Linked DNA regions of Capra hircus: region 2 is linked to region 1. The links are chromatin contacts, called in public Hi-C maps. All regions are on one chromosome and are shown on one strand. Each heading gives the region's core, a stretch centred on a gene start, on an enhancer-like site or on the middle of the called end of the contact. The rest is flanking DNA. Distances are from core to core; before and after follow the strand shown.

Region 1 (3,493 bases), core at 699-3,198:
TTTCTGTAGGATAGGAATGTTCAAAAGATTTCATTTCATGTTTATTTCATTTACCCTGCACAGTAATGCGTGCATGCTCAGTCGTGTCTGACTCTTTGTGGCCCCATGGACTGACTGTATCCCACCAGCCAGGCTCCTCTGTCCAGGGGGTTTTCCAGGCTAGAGCACTGGAGTGGGTTGCCGTTTCCTCCTCTAGGGGATCTTCCCGTTTCAGGAATCAAACCTGCATCTCTTGCATCTCCTGCATTGGCAGGCAGATTCTTCACCACTGTACCATCTGGGAAGCCCAATAACCCTGCCAAAATAAAGAATTATTTCCATTTTTGTAGAAGATGAATCTGAAACTCTGAGAGGTTGAGTAACTGATCCAAGATCACACAGCTTGTGTCAGAATCAGAATTCTAAGCCAGGTGTTTGCCTACACACTCTTTTTACTTCCTCATCCTGCTTCAAAGTTACTGAGGTCTATGAATCCCACATATATCTCTCTGGCCTTACTTTTGGTTGATCCACACATTCAGGGTCCATCAGGTGGGTGCACATATTGCGTGAATCAGTTACCCAATATTGAGCATTTTATTCTTACTTGGCAGATTTAATTTTTCTTTTTTGGGTGGGAGGGGGTGACTGTTTGTGCCCAGATAGCACACTGGCTTCCCTCAAATAAATTAAACTTCCCATCTGTACTGAATCATTTGGCAAGAAGTGGTCCATAGCCAGTGCAAATATAAGAAGAGTGCAGGAAAGGGTGGGGGCGGGGTGGGACCTGGGAGAAGAAGTTTTAAATGTGTGGAGCTATGAAGCTTCCCAGGTGGCACAAGCGGTAAAGAATCTGCCTGCCATTTCAGGAGGCTCAAGAGACTCTGCTTCGATCCCAGGGTGGGGAAGATCCCTTGGAGGAGGAAATGGCAACCCACTCCAGTACTTTTGCCTGGTGAATCCCATGAATAGTGGAGCTTGACAGGCTACAGTCCATAGGGTTGCAGAGAGTTAGACGTGACTGACCCAACTTAGCATGCACGCGTGAGTGAAAACATCTCATCTTCGCCTCCCACTAAAAACCAGCACTCCCACATCACTGTTTGCCCAAGGAACCATTCTTTCTCTACTTTGAGTCTGTAGTTCCTTAGCAGCCCCACAGCCAGCATCCCTGCCCAATGCCTTTGGCAATCATCCGGGGCCTGGGAACAACTCTATCCTGTGTGGACACCTGTGGGTGCCGCCCAGAGTTCCTGAAAGGAGGATGGATGGTTAACCATGGCCCCCAGCTCTTGGGGGGCTCTGCCCTTCTGCAAGCCGGCTGGGAGGAACCGGGGGCTCCTGGGTCCCGGCCGTGCACTGAGAGATGGGAGTAAGCATTGGGAGAGGGCGGACAAGTCAGAGCTGGAGGGGAAAGGACCATTCTGGAAGCACACCTGAGAAAAAGGAAGTGTCCTCTCAGAACCCAAGGAGAAGACAGAGGGCCCCCAAACAGTCATACTGTGACCAGTGCTGCCAGGCAATCAAGGAGGTGGGTGAAGGAGGGGGTGGAGAGATATTATTTCTGGGGCAGATGGAAGAGCTCTGACAAGCAAATGCCACGGTTAGTGTCAAAATGGCATTCATCTTCAACCCTTGGTGGTGAAAAAAAAAAAATGTATATATAGTTTCTCTGAAACAGCACTGAGTTTGAGATCCCCTGTGGTTCACGTGGTAAAGAATCTGCCTGCCAAACAGGAGATGAGGGAGACCCGGGCCGGATCCATGGATCCGGAAGATCCCCTGGAGAAGGGAATTGTTACCCACTTCACTGTTCTTAAGCCCAAAGGGTTAGGAAAGATGCTTGGCTTTCTTCCCAGGTCCAGACCTCGAGGAGGAGCCAGGCTTGCAAAGGTTTTTGGAATTCTCTAAGGGGAGGGCCCTGGGCGTGGAGGGCAGTTTCTGCTAGAGGCGCTACAAAGAGGCTTTGTTCCAGGAGGACGCACTGGGGTGGGCCTGGGAGAGGGTAGGTTTGGTCCCGCCCAGGAGCAAACACTGTGGCTAGCCTCCAACAATAGTTTTGTTAAAAATCAGGAATGCAGGAACGTGCCAGAGACCGTTTATTTTCCTCTGGGGTGGGACAGAGGGAAAGCCGCTCCCTTTCTTGAGCGGGACCGAGTGTTGTCCCTGCTTGCTGGCACAGTGCCAGTTCCCAGGTCTCCAGGGAGGCCAGGTGACCACCTGCCCCTTCCCTTCGGAGATGGCGTATCTTTCCCAGCCGTGATCATTTTCTCTGGCGCTAGAAAGAGACGCTCAGACTCCCAGGCCTGAAACCCAGATAAACAGCCCACATGGCTGCTTGGGTGTTCAGGCTTGGCTGACTCTGCAACCCCATGGACTGTAGGTCGCCAGGCTCTTCTGTCCATAGAATGTTCCGGGCAAGAATACTGGAGTGGGTTGCCATTCTCTTTTCCAGGGGATCTTCCTGACTCAGGGATGAAACCTGCGTCTCCTGCATTGGCTGGCAGATGCTTTACCACTGGGCCACCTGGGAAGCCACTCTTACCCAACTCTAGTATCGAAAGATGGAGCGGTGGTTGGTCCCCAGACCAGGCAATCCTGCAGATGCTCCCAGAGACACAGACGCACACGCACACACAGACACAAACAGACACAGACACACAGACACACACAGACACAGACACACACAGACACACACAGACACACACAGACACAGACACACACACACAGACACACACACACACACAGGCACACACACAGACACACACACACAGACACACACACACACAGGCACACACACAGACACACACACGCAAACACTCTTTCTCTCTCTCTGTGGGAAACCCCGCGCCCCCTTGTGGTGCAAAGAGCTTCTCCGCTCGAAGGAGGACTCCTGGATTCGCGCCCAGGTCTCCGTTTGGGGGTCCTCCGCTGTCTCCAGGCGCCTCTTCCATGGTCGGGGCTCGAAACAGAAGGGGACTGAGGTTTGAGAGACTCTTCCCTGGGATCGCTGTCCCCCGCGCCCGCCTCCAGGTGGCTCTCTCAGCCAGGGCAGGAGACCGAGTCGTAAGGCGACAGCCCCAGTTTGGAATCCCATCCCAGGCGGCCTCCCTGGTGGCTCAGACCGTAAAGTATCTTCCTTGCAAAGAGGGAGAAGCGGGTTTGATGCCTGGGTCGGGAAGATCCTTTGGACAGGGGAATGGCGAGCCACGGCAGTATTCTCGTCTGGAGCATCCCAACGGCAGAGGTGCCTGGTGGGCTACAGTCCATGGAATTAAAGAATGATCAACACTTTCAGCGTTAACACGAGCTTTCAGCGATTAACACGAGTCAGGAACCCTTCGGTTTCCCTGTGACACGCTGGGTGTCCTAGCGCCGCCGGCTGCTCCCGCCACCTCCGCCACCCACCCGCTCCTTGCGTCTCATTAGGAGGATGAGCTCAAAGAAGTAGATCGAGTGAAGCTGGGATAGCCAGGTTCCCTCCCGGTGGCTGGATAGGGTCTTTCCTCCCCTC
Region 2 (3,493 bases), core at 337-2,836, 760 kb after region 1:
GAAAAAGAATGTGTATGTATACAACTGAATCACTTTGCTGTACAGCATAAATTAACAGAACATTGTAAATCAACTATACTTCAATTTAGAAAAAAAAAAAGATTTGTGTCTTGAGTTTTCAGTTACCTCCTTTTCCAAGTCCCCAAGGGTGGCTCATCTCACTTTGGAATCTACTAGCTATTGTATCTTGGCATCTCAAACATGACTTTTAATCCCATATCCTAATACAAATGACGTTTGCACTTGCCGAATTCATAGCCTGATTTCTAATTCAAATGTTTGTTTTGCACTTCCTTTCAAATGCTTTTGAAAGATTTTCTTCCTTCAATATTTAGTACCTTGACACAAGTGGATTAGGAACAGTTGTTTAGAGTAAAATTCCCCAGCTTCCAGGATCTAATGCCTGATGATCTGAAGTGGAGCTGATATTAATATAATCATAATAGAAATAAAGTACACCCAACCCATACCACCCCCTATCCCAATCCATGAGAAAAATCATCCTCTACGAAACTGGTCCCTGGTGCCAAAAAGGTTGGGGATTGCTGAGAAATCACTGAGAATGTGGAGTGCTTTATAATTCAAAAATATTTATATCACAACATCCTCAAATTGATTAACCCAAAGGAGAGATTAAATACTAACAAACGCCCTTTTCTCCTTCTGGTTTGTACAGCTACACAGATATTCACAGCCTGGAGCCAGGCCACTCCACCGACACAGATGATCCAGAATCAGGGTCCATCTTGATAACCACAGGAGCAGGCAGCCAGTGACATCAGAAGCCAGCACTGTGACTTCTGTTTGCCTAGTGCTGCTGTGTTGAGGAAATCACAAGGTGGTGTAAGGAAAACATTAGACAAAAAGCCTTTCATTCCTGTTGAGAGGTGCTTGGGAATGGCTTTTAAAGGAAGTTTCTGAATCCCTGCAGCCATTTTTAAACCTTCAACTTGCATTAATAAAAGGTATAGTAGAAAAGAACTTGACAATTTGAAAGTGATGTAAAGCAATGAGAATGCAGATTCAAATAGATCTACTTTCTATTTTTCATTATATTATATATATATATATATATACACACACACACACATACACACATATGTATGTATATATGTATATATAGGCTTCCAAGGTGGCTCAGTGGCAAAGAACCCGCCTGCCAATGCAGGAGACCTAAGAGACATGTGTTCAATCCCTGCGTTGGGAAGATCCCTGGAGGAGGAAATGGCAACCCACTCCAGTCTTCTTGCCTGTAAAATCCCATGGACAGAGGAGCCTGGAGGGCTACAGTCCATGGGGTCACTAAGAGTCGGACGTGACAAGCGTCTCAGCACCAGCACATACATTCTCTTTAAACCAATTGTTAGTTTTGGCTTTTAGTTTGACTATAAAGGCACCCAGCTGTAGGGTGGTTATGCCATCACCCCAGACTCAGTGAGACTTGTATAAAGTCATTTTCATATAAACACAAGTTGGATGCAGTAATTAGGCTGGCCTATGGTGTTTATTGATTTCTGCTTGAACTGTGCTTTTCCTAATGCTCCACTTTCCTTCCAGCTACACTCTAGGCTCTCATATTACCTCCTCACACCTGTTCTGCTCCATCATGCCTTCCAGCTTCACTCATTACTTTTCAGGGCATCTCTAAAACTGTACCCTGAAATAACATGCCACACCAGATTTATTATTCAGAATGCTCATGCATGTAATATATTTGGCCTAGAGCCTCAAAAAAATAAGTTGGAGATTTATCCTACTAAGAAAATTCACAAGCCCCATCGTGGTTATAATAATTAGCACTTGGTTAGTTGTTCTCTGGGCAAGAGAGAAACAATTTTCTGGCTGTACTGACTATTAAGATTATTAAAAAGAGGGGCTTTCAGGAGAAGCTGAAGGGATGTTCCTGGCGATGCAGTGGTTAAGACTTCACACTTCTACAGCAGGGCACATAGGAAACTAAGATTCCACATGCCTCACCATGTGGCCAAGAAAAAACAAAACAAAACAAAAATAATAGTTAAAAGAAACAGAAGTTGAATGGCCCAGTCTATATAAGTTCCTGATATCTTGGCAGATCATTACTAATGATTAAGGGAGGCCTAACAACCGTCTCAAAGAAAAATCCATGTCACATGAGATGTGCAAAAATGAGAAAAATTCTACAAAGAAATGTCATCTAGCAGCCGTCCAACACATTCATAGCCTGACTCAAAGGACAGCACTCCAGCCCTGAGATCTGCCCGGTTGCAAGCCACTGCTGATGGCTACACAGGCCATGTGACACGACCCAGGACTCCAGGCTATGCTGACGAACCTGCTCAGTGACGTAGTGGCCGTGTCACGCCTCTCTGGAGACACAGCTTAGCTGGAGATGCAGGACTTCTGACTTAGGACTGCCGACTCCCTGATCCATTAGGTCGCCCCTAAGTAAGTGTCTTGTCTCTAAGGAGTCCCTCCCAGGTGGAGGAGGAAGGCCCAAACAGATGACCCTAGTGCTTTAGCAGGACTGGCTTTAGAGAAAGACATATACACAAAACATCAAGACAAATCTTTAGAGTAACTCTTTTTAAAATAGTGTTTCTGAGTTCAAAAATAACTCATCCAAAGACAAACATTTTAAAACTCATTTCTTGTGAGCTAATCAGCCAAGTGAACTGAAAAGTTGTGGGACTTGTACAAAACCAATTGTTTCTGCAAATGGGTTATCTGACTTAAATCTGACTCTGCGATCCGGTGGACTGAAGCCTGCCCGTCTCCTCTGTCCATGAGATTTCCCAGGCGAGAATACTGGAGAAGGTTGACATTTCCCTCTCCAGGGGATCCTCCGGACCCAGGGATCAAACCCAGGCCTCCTGCCTGCATTGCAAGTGGGTTCTTTACTGACAGAGCCACAAGGGTGTGCTCATACATGCCAAAACTTGTTTTTACAAAGAGCAGCTATGAGGATGCTTGCTTGCTCTTACCAGGGTGACTCCTCTGCACAGCAAAATTGTGTAGTGTTATTTAGCAGTGAAGCGCACCCCCTGGTGGACATAAGTAGGAATTTAAGATCCGTAAAACCTTTACATAAATTTCATTCCTATTTAATGTTTAAATCACAGAATTAAAAATAAAAAGGGAATAGCTGCTTCATTTGGTGGGCCATAAGTGCTGTAGGATTGTAGAAAGCTTTATGTTAATGTCAAGGCTTTTTAGGTCTTTGTAAGGGTTGAGATGAAAAGCCATTTTAGGGTTTGGAATGGGACGGGGGTCTCTCAATCTTGGCACTATGGACATTTTGAGCTTGACAATTCTTTGTCTGTTCTGGGCACTGTAGGATGTTCAGCAGATCCATGGCCTCTATCAAGCCGATGTTAGTAGTAGTAGTAGTAGTACTAGTACTACTACTACTACACACACACACACACACACACACACACACACACACACACACACACTGCTAACACTACAAATCACCCCCAGTTGAGAACCACTGGAGTAGGAGTAGAGGGAT

The links. A called contact is a pair of places that touch in the nucleus more often than the background predicts.
Region 2: a Hi-C map of blood shows a contact between it and region 1, with 5 times the contacts expected there. The contact joins two enhancer-like sites. A contact is called at or near these places in 2 of 5 Hi-C or Micro-C datasets (both in blood).

Annotation. Positions count from the first base shown.
Region 1 is chr15:67,067,168-67,070,660 of ARS1.2, forward strand. No RefSeq gene overlaps it. Among named protein-coding and RNA genes, the nearest start is that of ENDOD1, 70 kb to the left of the region's middle. Within about 2 kb of position 1,949, at least 4 of the 5 cell types and tissues checked have an H3K27ac peak or open chromatin away from gene starts, as enhancers often do.
Region 2 is chr15:67,828,350-67,831,842 of ARS1.2, forward strand. No RefSeq gene overlaps it. Among named protein-coding and RNA genes, the nearest start is that of FAM76B, 32 kb to the right of the region's middle. Within about 2 kb of position 1,587, at least 1 of the 5 cell types and tissues checked has an H3K27ac peak or open chromatin away from gene starts, as enhancers often do.